Linked DNA regions of Sus scrofa: region 2 is linked to region 1. A link is a contact called in public Hi-C data. All regions are on one chromosome and are shown on one strand. The core of a region is the stretch at or near the end of the contact, and the rest is flanking DNA. Distances in the headings are between cores, read along the strand shown.

Region 1 (6,025 bases), core at 2,351-4,850:
AGAAATAGGCTGAGAGGAGTTCCCATTGTGGCACAGCAGAAACAAATCTGACTAGTAACCACGAGGTTGCAGGTTCGATCCCTGGCCGCACTCAGTAGGTTAAGGATCCGGTGTTGCCATGAGCTGTGGTGTAGCCTGCAGACGAGGCTGGGATCCCACGTTGCTGTGGCTGTGGTATGGACCAGCAGCTGTAGCTCCAATTAGACCCCTAGCCTGGGAACCTCCATATGCCGTGATGCTGCCCTAAAAAGCAAAGAATGAAAGAATGAAAGAAAGGAAAGAAAAGAAAAGAAAGAAAAGAAATAGGCTGAGAGTCCGGGGGACAAACGACTGAATCTATGCGTTGCGATAACCAACTTTATTGTAGAAATCCTAAATCAACAGATTTATCTGTTTAGAAATATGACACCTTATCAAATAGCATGGAATCTATTAAAATGACACAATTTTCAAAGTGTTATTTAAAAGAAAGATCACTGGATTTCAAATTTATCCAAACCTCTGAAATTCTGCCGAAGTCACAGGCAAAAAAGACAACAAATTAATGCTAAAAGTTTTAGAGAGTTCCCATTGCGGCGCAGCAGAAACAAACCCAACTGGTATCCATGAGGATGTGGGTTCAATCCCTGGCCTCGCTCAGTGGGTTGGGGATCCGGCATTGCTATGAGCTGTGTTGTAGGTTGCAGATTCAGCTCAGAGCCCAAGTTGCTGTAGGCCGGCAGCTGTAGCTCGGATTTGACCGCTAGCCTGGGAACTTTCACATGCTGCAGATGCAGCCCTAAAAAAGGAAAAGAAAGGAAGAAAGGAAGAAGAAAAAAGGAAAGAAAGAAGGAAGGAAGGATGGAAAGAAAGAAATTCATTCTATGACTCTCACCAACAATAATGAGCAAAAGAATACACTTTGCATGACTCCACGTATATATAATTTAAGAACAGGCAAAAACTTTCATGTTAGAAATCAAAATAGTGATTCCTTTGGAGAGAAAGGAAAGAGAGACTGAGAGAACACAAGGGGGACTTGTGGGACGTAATAATTGTGTATTTCTTAATTGGGCTAAAACTTTTTGCTTTTGAACAATTCATTAAGCTGTGTACTAATACACACACTGTATATGGAAAACCCTTCAACAAAAACGCTTACTTTTTAAAATATTCTATATTTCTATCCTAAAAACTTGAGCATTTTGACCCAGAAAGCGAAGCTAATGTCAAGAGCAAAAGCAAAAGTGCTTTTGTTATATAGGCTGCCTTCCAAGAATTCAAGGAGGATGACACCCCCAGAAAGCTGTAAATCCCACACTCAGCGATCATACAGCGTTCAGCCCTACACTCAGGCCACTATATATCCCTGGGCACGAATCCAAACACTGGACAAACGCTTACAAATGCAGTTGGATTTGGTCCGTGGACAGTTTGTTTGGATTATTTCCCCCAATGTTAAATTGGGAACTGTTATCAGAGAACAGGCTCTAGGAAACAAATGATGCTTTCTCTTTCCTAATTCCACATTTCCCCAAAGCGCTCCCAAACTAAATCCCTCTTGGCTCTGGACTCAGGAGGTCTCCAGGATGCCTGTAACAGTGGCCACCACTGCCTATCCCAGTCATCCACCTACACACACTTGCAAATTCGCATGAATGCTCATTCCTGAGGCTAGTCTCCCCCACCAGGCTTTCACTCTCCCCCAGCACCTCGTAAATACAATCCAAACGTCACCACCCTGAAGCTCCTAAGATTCTCCACAAACTCCCTTCCCAAGAGGGCCACAAAACCCGGGCCCGCGCTATGCCAGTCTTTTCAATCCTCTGTTACCGCACAAAAAGCCCTTGCTTCTGCAAACAACTCAGCTCAATGGCCACCACTGTCGCGCTGATGTCCAACTCTCCTCTTCCTTTAGCAGCCCCCACGTCTCCACACTTTCCCGTATTCAATCCATCCCGTTTCCCACCGACCCTCTGCCCCCAACCTCCGCACTCTTCCGGAAGTCTGGCTCTTTCCTAAATACTAAGACAGGGATGGGAAGCTGGAGGAAGGGTAGGAAGGAAAGTGCTCTGTCTTGTGTGAAGATAGCGGAGAAAAGGTTGCTCAAGTCTGCAGCACGACAACCACGTGCTGGGGCTGTAATCGGTCACCAGCTGGATTCTGAAACCCAGCCCAGCCACTTAGTAACTGCAGGGCTTGGCCGTATTTAAGCCTCAGTCTCCTGACCTACAAAATGGGGCTAATAAAAATCGCTACTTCCCAGACGTGGGAGATTAAATTAACCAGCAGCCAGTTGAGCACCTGGCATTAATCTAACATGGTTCACACTCAATAACTGATCGTTTTCCTGAGGTCCACTTCATGGAAAGGGGATGATGAAAGGCATTCTAAGTCTCTTTAATGCTAAGGTTCCTGCGAAGTCTCCTCTTGGGAGATAGAAAGAAGCAAGGGAGAGAAGGAAGGAAGAGGCACTCCACAGACGTGGGTGACACAAAGAATTCTGTCAGGTCCCCAAACTCGGTGTCCTCGCTTTCTTATCCGCCTACAATGTGGATCCAAGCGTGGCTCAAAGAAGCCCTCCCTGTAAGCCTGGCTAAAGAATATGCACATGAATATGTACATCAAATCGTCCTTCCACAGATACTCTTTTGACCGAATGCAATAGCAAAGCGCCCCCCTAAACGGCTAAAATGCTCTCCGTGGAAGTCGGAGGACGAGGAAGGAAACCCAAAGCCTCAAAAGAATTTTCTTGAGAAGCTCAGTGGAGTACTTCATAATAAGGAGAGATTAAAAGTAAATGCTCGAAACCCTAAAGACTCCTCACTTCTCCGCAACTACAGAGTACCAATTAGTTTGTCATCAAGTAAGTGGGTTGAGGAAAGAAAAGAGGTTCCCCGTCTCTCCTGGGACACCAGGGCTTCCCCGGGTCCCTCCCCAAGCGGATAAAGGGGAGGGTCTGCGCCAGGGAATCCCCAGCTCCTTACGCAGGGAGTGGCGGACACCCGCCGGGCCCCCTAGGGAGTTTCACTGGATCCCTTCCCGCCCCTTCCCAGCCCATCTCCTGCAAAGGGAGGTCTCCTGGGACCCGGGAATCCCCCAGAGGTTCGGCCATCCCTGGATCCTTCTTTCTCCTCCCAAGACCTCTGGACAGCCCTCCCCGGCCCTCCAAGTTCTCCCCGGCCACTTCTCAGGGTCTCCCGGCTGGCACGGAATCAGCCCGCCGGCTACGGGGTCCCCTCACGAGCCTCCTCCCAGCCCCTCCCAGCGCCGCGAGCCCGCGGGGTTACCTGCTGAGACGGCAGCTCCACATGCAGGGCCCGCGCGGTGGAACCGGGAGGCAGCGCGGCGGCCTGGCCCGGGGGCGGCTGGGGGATCGGGCCCCCGACCGACGCCGAGGTGCTCATCTCAACCCGGGGGCCGCCAAGCGGCGGGGCCCGCGCTCCTCCGGCATCCGCCACCACCGCCCAGTCACGACCTGCCGAGCCCCTACAGCCCAGAAACCAACCACCCGAGAGGCAGGACCTCTCTACCCCACCTCCGCCTGCCGCCGCCGCTCGCTAAGGAAGAGCCATATTACCGCAGTGCAACCCCCCACCACCCGCTGAGACCTGGCTTGCCCATTGGTTCGGCTCTCACGGGGGCGGGAACCAAGGACAGACGAGGGACGTGCTATTGGGCAGACGGTCTGTCCATCGCGGGTAGGAATGAACCAGGGGCGGAGGGACCCAGGGACGGCCTAAATTGCGCCTGTCAAGCCGGGGTGAAACCTGGGGCGTTGCTTCTTTTCTTTCCAGTCTAATTGGGTCTTTCACTACCAAGGGGCGGGGCCTCTGGGAGGAGCCGCGGAGACCATTGCTCGAGGTCGCTGTCAGTTGTCTGTAAAGGAAATGAGGGGCGGAGTCTGATTAGGTAGACTGTGCGCTCGGGCTCTGGTGTCACGTGTAGGAGGCAGGAGAGTCACCTGATTAGTGAGAGTCAGTTTTGGGAGCCGCTTCCGCCCTAACCTAGTTGCCATGGTAACTGGCCTCTCCTGGAGAGCGGGGACTTCCTTGGCACCAGCTGAGTCTGTAGTTGCAAACCCCGGAGCAGGCTTTTCCTGAGGGGCTCCTGTCGACGTGCGGGGCTTGAAAAGAATATTTTACGCTTCTGCAGAAAACCACCACGCAGGATGTACTGAGACCAGAAACTTGTCGGGCAGTTCCACCAGCTCCACCCACGACCAATTCCATCCCACAAGTCCCGCCCTTCCTGCCCCTGCACTAACTGGTACGCTGAGCCAGGCACTCAGGATGCTATTTCATTTCTGTGAGTGGGTTGTTTATGCTGTCCCTGAAAAGCCTTCTCTACTTTTCTCCTCCTGATTAATGAGGCTTACTTGCCCATCAGATCTCATCTGGGCCTAGGATCCTTTTATTTTGGGGGCCACGCCCTTTGGCAAAAGAACGTTCCCAGGCCGGGGATGGAATTCTCTCCGCAGCTGCTACCTACAACCTACCACAGCTGTGTGGCAAGCAGGATCCTTAACCCAGAGGGGTGGGGGTGGAGGGAACGCGGGGTGGAACCCACGCCGTAGCAGCTACCTGAGCAACACTGGATCCTTAATTCTCTGTGCCACAGTGGGACCTGCTGGGATCCTTTCTTGAACATCTGTGATTCCCTCTGGGACCCTGAATTAGGAAACTTACCTCTACCACATTCCTGATTATTCTATCCATCGTCTTTTAATAAGTGTGTAAGACACATGTAGCCACACGTACCCCTTCCACAAACAGAATGAATTCCTCAAGCAGGAGAATCTTCTCTGATTCACCTCTGGATTCCCAGCACGGGGCAGAGAATTAGGACGTGTTTTTGAAGTGAAAACCCAGTTCAAATGCTGCTTCTTCCATAAAGACTTCCTTTTTTTTTTTTTTTTTTTTTTTTTTTTGTCTTCTGTCTTTTTAGGGCTGCACCAGTGGCATATGGAGGTTCCCAGGCTAGGGGTCTAATCGGAGTTGTTGCTGCTGGCCTATGCTAGAGCCACAGCAATGCCAGATCTGAGCCCCGTCTGCGACCTACACCACAGCTCACAGCAATGCCGGATCCTTAACCCACTGAGCAAGGCCAGGGATCGAACCTGCAACCTCATGGTTCCTAGTCGGATTCATTTCCACTGCGCCAAGATGGGAACTCCCATAAAGACTTCCTTGATCATAATGATAGCATCTATAGCAATTGCTTCCATAGTAAATACCATGGAGTCATTCTGCAGAAATAATGACCTGCCTTTTTCCCTCCTAGACTGTGAGTTTCCCCACCATATAGACCGATGTAGCAGAAAGAACACAGTGTTTTAGAGTTAGGCACAGCAGGAATCAGGAACTTTTGGAATCTTGGCTCTGCCACCTTTTAGCTACATGTTCCTAGGCAAGCCAGTTCCGCTCTCTCAGCTGTAATTTTTCCCATCTGCCAAACAGTAGCAAGGTTGCTGTGGGAATTAAGTAAATCAATGTAAATAAAGTGCCAAGTGCGGGGCCTCAGATGTAATAATTTCATTAAAAATATTTTAATAAAAAGAGAAGCATACTATCTTTCAAGAGTGTTCAGAAGCCTGAAGACACTTTGGATCGGATCCCAGCACTGGCTAAGATGGATGTCACAGAAACACCGAGAGTGGTTCCTCATGACGAGAGAGCCTAGGCTGTGTGATCAGGTGTTTGTTTAGAAGGGAGCAATTGGGAAATCCCAAACTTCATCTGGTTACAAAATCTGGTGGAATTTCACAGAAAACATTTGTCTGTTTCCAAGCTGGATTCGTTTCCTGAGGCTGCTGTATCATATTACTACAAACTGGGTAGCTTAAAACAACAGACGTGATTCTTTGGCAGTTCTAGAGGCCAGAAGCCCTAAATCAAGGGGCTTAATGCTTGTTCTGAGGGAAGTCGGGGGCTGTGGGAGCCGGAGAAGACAGTCAGATTTCACGGCAGGGAGTTCCCGTCGTGGCACAGTGGTTAACGAATCTGACGAGGAACCATGAGGTTGTGGGTTCGATCCCTAGCCTTGC
Region 2 (6,025 bases), core at 1,816-4,315, 44 kb before region 1:
CTTCATTAGGAAAAAACTGTTTAAATAGGCTTTATCATAAACAAATATCCTGACAAATGGCCCTGAAAAACACCTGAGAATGTGTGAACTTGTACAGAATGTGGATCTTCTGCTGTGCTCCGCACAGAAGAGCATCTGCCTTAAAACGGATACACGTGCACAAAGAGGAAGTTGGGGAGAGTGGCTCAGTTTGGGTGTCTTGGGTTCTTTATCCTGTTAACACACGGTGCCTTTTACAAATGCGTATCAAAGATTAGCTAGGCCATCTTAAAAGGCAGACCTGCAATGGTATAAATTTTCAAAAAAAAAAGCTCCTACATTCTTTATACCATATATGACTGTTTGAAGCAAAAGCTCTAACTGTAGAGAGGGTCACATATATGAAATAACAGAACAGCCAGAACCATATGCTGCAAGGTTCTTCTGTTTTACATGAGGAAGTTAAGAGTATATGTAATGATCCTTAGAGCAATGACTACAAAATTAATACAAAGAAATATAGCTGGAAAGTCAGGCAAAAATTAAAAACAGAATACAAAAAAAAAATACATACTATATGATTATTCCATTTATATGATGTACTGTCCTAAAAGAGGCAAAACTCATCCATGGCGAAAAATAACTTCTTCTTGTGGGGATAAGAACTGAGCAACAGGGAATTTTCTGGAATGATGGCAAATGTATATGTCTTGACAGGTATATAGGCACTTACGAAAGTTCAGCAAGCTGCATGGTTAAAATGTATGCCTTTCATGGTATATAACTTTTACTTTTAAAAAAATCTGTAAATAAATATTGAACTCTAATGTATACGTTTGTTTCTTACAGTGGGAAGAATCAGTCATTCTAAGGCCACTTTCTGTGTTTTCTAAGCATGAGGAAATATTCTGAGCACAGTGGAAGCCAGGCTTTTCACGGTTGGAAGATGGAGTTACAAATGAATTGAGAGCTCAGGTGGACTGAAATTGGTAAGAATGGTGTGAATGCATTGTTTTTAATAGAGAGACAGACAGGACAATAGACATAGGGGTACCGTGTGTGTGTGTGTGTGTGTGTGTGTGTGTGTGTGTGTGTGTGTGTGTTCCTAGCTCAGTGCCTTAAGAAAGTCTGGAAGTAATGAGCACACCAGTAGCAATGAGCCTGCTCAGATCTGTCTATTCAGCAGTTTCACTAAAAGGAACCAAAGTTCCTCGGGGAAAAGGCTGATTCCAGGGCTGGGGCAGGAAGAGTACAAAGTGCCTCTGGGACATCTTGGGCCAGAGGGTAAGGAAGCACTCAAAGAATGATGCCAAAGGATCCATTCACAGAGCTCTCACTAACCAAACGTGGGATAAGTTCAGCATCAAAATAAATAATGATGCTAATAGATTATAACTCACTGAATAAAACAGAACCTTTGAGTCCATAAAGATGGAGATTAGTATTAATTAAATAGGAGATAAAGGAAAATTAGAATGCCAAATAATAAATATTCAAGGAGCGAGTTAGAAAATCAATGGATGCTAAAACTGGTGAGCAAGCATTTGATGAGAAGCAGGATGTATACAAAGCCTCCAAGTTTCTCCCCCACAAATCACTTATTAATTATAAAAGGAAAAATTAGGAGTTCCCATCATGGCACAGCGGAAACAAATTTGACCAGGAACCATGAGGTTGCAGGTTCGATCCCTCGCCTCGCTCAGTGGGTTAAGGATTCAGCGTTGCCAAGAGCTGTGGTGTAGGTCGCAGACGCGGCTCAGATCCTGCGTCGCTGTGGCTCTGGCGTAGGCTGGCAGCTGTAGCTCCAATTCGACCCCTAGCCTGGGAACTTCCATATGCCATGGGTGCAGGCCTAAAAAGCAAAAAAAAAAAAAAAGAATAAAAGAAAAGAAAAAGATAAATTATATTTTCACAATGGAAAAACTTGACAGGCACCACTGTAGTCAAGTGACAAAAGTTACCATCAATATTGGGACAAGCCAATAACATGTGTCTCCTAAAACAAAACACTGAATATAATATTGCATCTATGGTTTCCCTGCCAAAAATGCATAACCTGAATGTAATCATGAGGAAACAGACAAATTGAAAGAGAATCTACAAAATAACTGGTCTGTATAGTTTCAAAAATTGAAGCCAACACCCCCCCCCAAAAGGCTAAAAACAACTGTGCAGACTAATAAGAATAAAGCAGCATGACAACTAAAAACAGAGTGATTCTGAATTGGGTCCTGGAGAGTTGACAGTATCTGAATTATGACTGTGAATTAGTTCAGTGGAAACGTAAACTGGTACAGCCACTTGGAAAACAGGACAGAGGGAACTCAAAAAAATTGAAACTAGAACTACCGGAATTCCCACTGTGGCTCAGGGGAAACACATCTGACTGATATCCGTGAGGACGCAGGTTCAATCCCTGGCCTCTTTCAATGGGTTAAGGATCTGGCATTGCTGTGAGCTGTGGTGTAGGTCGCAGACACGGCTTGGACTTGGCGTGGCTGTGGCTGTGGCTGTGGCGCAGGCCGGCAGCTACAGCTCTGATTCAACCCCTAGCCTGGGAACCTCCATATGCCGTGCGTGTGGCCCTAAAAAGACCAAAAAAAAAAAAAAAAAAAAAACCAAAAAACAAAAGCTACAGCTACTATATGATCTAATAATCCCTTTTCTGGGTAGCTATCCAAAGGAAATGAAACCAGTATCTATATATATATATGTGTGTATACACACACACCAAAACATCACACCACACACCTTAATATACACAATTTCTGTCAACTGTCCCTCAACAAAGCTGGGGGTGGGGGATGAAGGCCTGTGGTTGGATAAATGTACTGTGTCCAAGTTATACTTTTCTGTGATTATGTAAAACGCTCCTTGTTTGTAGGAAATATACACTGAAATGTTTGGTAGTAGCAAATCTCTTTTTGAAAGATTCGAAGCAAATCTTTCATTAGTTATTTTAAGAAGCTAAAGTTATTCTTAGACAAATTTATTGAAAATGATGGGCAATGGGGATAGGAAATAATATTTTGGGTAAAACAGAGCAGGTAACTGTGAAACAGTAAGACTAAATTTCATACTCGGCCGCAGGAATGAATGGAAGGGAGCCAGCCACTTCTGATAACGGCGGGCTAGAAAATCCTCCCACTGAAAACAACTAAGAATGCCAGCTGAACTTTTTTTTTTTTTTTTTTTGGCTGCAACTGGCATGCAGAAGTTTCTGGGCCAGAGATCAAACCCGCACCACAGCAGCAATCCAAGGTCCAGTAGTGACAACACCTGATCCTTTAACCGCTAGGTCACCAGGGAATTTCATATTTTTAAAAATAATAATAAAGCACCATCATCACCAAAGATTTTCCAAGCCAAAAGGAAAGCTAGAACCCAGAGAGATAAGTGGAGATCCAGAGGGCTATTCTCTTAAAGGCACTAACTGAACTATATAAACTGGACGCGTTGCAGTCTTAAAAGGCAACAGGAACATGATTCAAAGCCCAGGCCCAGGCCCGGGCCCCAGCCATGCCTACAAGAGGTCCCTCTCCACAGTGAGCTGGGACCATGAAAGTGCAGGAGTGAAACAGCAGGGTAGAATGGAATTCAATAAACCACCAACTGCACAAATGCTTAGAGAAACAAAAACAGGAAGCATACCAAAAGGACCGCTTAAACTGTCAAATTAGATGGAATAGAATCCTGTAAACTTAAAAAAAAAAAAGAAAAGAAAAGAGCCTTGGAGTTCCTTGGTGCCTCAGAGGGTTAAGGATCCAGCATTGTCACTGGTGTGGCTCTGGTTATTGTTACGGTATGGGCTTGATCCCTGGCCCGGGAACTCCTGATACCTCTTGGTTATTAAAGAAATACACATATAAAGAAAATATCAAAGCAGAAACAAGTGACCACTATTCTTATCACTTACCACAAATGTATGGTCACAAGAAATACACCTAAGAATCAAAAACGCTGTTCCAACTTTCCCAAAACATACAAGTCTTAAGAATTGCAAACTAAATGTATAAGCAGTCCTTATTCCTCAGCCCAATAAACTCCCTTTGCCCTGCCTCGTTCACCTGTCTTCATCCTTCCTGTCTTGCCACTGTTAGAAACCTTTCCTAACCACCCTCCCCTCCATGTTTCCACAGACTCCTCTTCTTCCCTGGTCCTGTAATTGCAGGGGTCAATTGCCCCCCCCCCCCCCAATTATGTAACTGTCCGGCAGAGACTGCAAAGCCTTGAAGATGAGGAAGGGTAACACCAGAAACTTAAGACGACACAGGCAAGAGCAGCGACCCCTACTCTCTCTGCCTCTGCCTCTCTCTTCTCTTCTCTCTCTCTCTCTCATGCACACAACACGCACACCCCACACAGACACACACACACACAGGCACACACACACAGACACACACACACATACACAGTTAATTCATTTGGTCACAATTCAACTAAAACATATACTTGTTTAAGCTTCCCTCAGGCCAGTAACTCTTTAAAAGTGTCTATTCTGTTCATCCAGCTTTTTCCCAAGATTTAAAAACAGCTCTAGCCGTCACAATTCCAACAGAAGTTTTGGTTCTGACAAGTATGTCACACGCTTTCCCTAAAAATACAGAGCTTTGTTTATTCAATTACAAGGCCCATCACGGGCCTCCACTAGACCCAGCGGAAGGAAGTGTGACATAAGGGAGGCAGCACAAAGCTGTCAAAGAGCCGGGCTCCCCACCAGCTCTGGTCCTAGAGCAAGTTCCTCCATCTGTCTGAACTTCAGTTTCCTTCACTCTAACACAGGAATCCTTCTGACTTTGTAGCACTGCTATCGGGATGAGAAACAATGTGTGTAATGCATCCCATACACACCTGAATCACAAGTGAGAACTTAAAAATTAACACCTCCTTGGAGGTCCCTTCGTGGCGCAGTGGTTAACGAATCCGACCAGGAACCATGAGGTTGCGGGTTCGGTCCCTGCCCTTGCTCAGTGGGTTAACGATCCGGCGTTGCCGTGAGCTGTGGTGTAGGTTGCAGACGCGGCTCGGATCCCGCGTTGCTGTGGCTCTGGCGTAGGCCGGTGGCTACAGCTCCGATTCAACCCCTAGCCTGGGAACTTCCATATGCCGCGGGAGCGGCCCAAGAAATAGCAACAACAACAACAACAACTACAAAAGACAAAAAGACCAAAAAAAAAATACTAAGGATCTAACTTCCTCCTGAACCAGAAACAAAAAAGTTCCCAAAAGCTAACAAGTGGTTTGGAGGGTAAGGTTAGTCGAAGCCAGAGATAGGAAAGTGGAATTAGGAATTCGCCACTGTGTGTTCTATGCTAGATACAGCTGGGAAGAGACCAGGACCCCGACCCATACTTGCAGACACCTCACCGTTCAGCCTGTCAAGGGGGGTTATTCTAGTTAATGCAGCCGACACTTACCGCACTTCTCTGGGCAAAGCACTGTGCTAAGGACACTGGAAAGCAGGAAAATGAGTAAGTTGGGGTCCTTGGCCACCAGATGCTCCCAATTTTGTGTGACCTTCCAAAATCTCATCCTCACGCCATCCACCCCCTGGCTACCACCTGCTGTCTCTCCAGGTCTCTTCGTCCTCTGCTCTGATCCGCAGTCCCTTAGGCTGTCTCGGTCACGCTTGCCTAGCAAATCTCGAACTGCTCACTCCACGCCAGCCATGCTAACTTCTTAGCCACTCCCTGAAATCCTCAAATGCACTCCTACCTTCTTGGCCTGGGACAGTCTTCCTCCACGAAGATACACAGCTTGTTCCCTCCCTCTTTTCAGGTATCTGCTCAAATGGGATCTTCTCTGTGATTACCAAAGAAAAACAACCGTCATCCCTGCCAGACACGCCCTCATTCTGCTTGATGTTACTCCCTTATATTTATTACCCTCTATAATAGTCCAATTTATCATTAATTCTAGCAAGCATTTTTCTTCAATGATGATTCTGTCTTTAGAAAGTTAAAATCAATAAGGTCCTACACTCTTTGACCACCAGGTGGCAGTCATCAGGCGTCACTATATCTAGATGCACAACCTTAAAAAGAGC

Evidence for each region. Hi-C and Micro-C count contacts between places; a contact is called where the count stands out from the background.
Region 2: a Hi-C map of liver shows a contact between it and region 1, with 2.8 times the contacts expected there. The contact joins the enhancer-like site here to the promoter of UVRAG in region 1. A contact is called at or near these places in 1 of 5 promoter capture datasets (liver), 11 of 47 Hi-C or Micro-C datasets (alveolar macrophages, embryonic fibroblasts, fetal heart ventricle and 6 more) and 1 of 2 datasets of contacts at active chromatin or transcription factors (alveolar macrophages).

What each region holds. Positions count from the first base shown.
Region 1 is chr9:10,086,354-10,092,378 of Sscrofa11.1, reverse strand. UVRAG (UV radiation resistance-associated gene protein) reads right to left here and starts at 3,600. Exons shown (of 16, transcript XM_021062526.1): 1 at 3,270-3,600. The coding sequence starts at 3,292.
Region 2 is chr9:10,129,396-10,135,420 of Sscrofa11.1, reverse strand. The region is part of intron 4 of UVRAG (UV radiation resistance-associated gene protein); the gene reads right to left. Among named protein-coding and RNA genes, the nearest start is that of UVRAG, 44 kb to the right of the region's middle. Within about 2 kb of position 3,065, at least 11 of the 83 cell types and tissues checked have an H3K27ac peak or open chromatin away from gene starts, as enhancers often do. A contact at or near this core is called in liver, where this site is marked.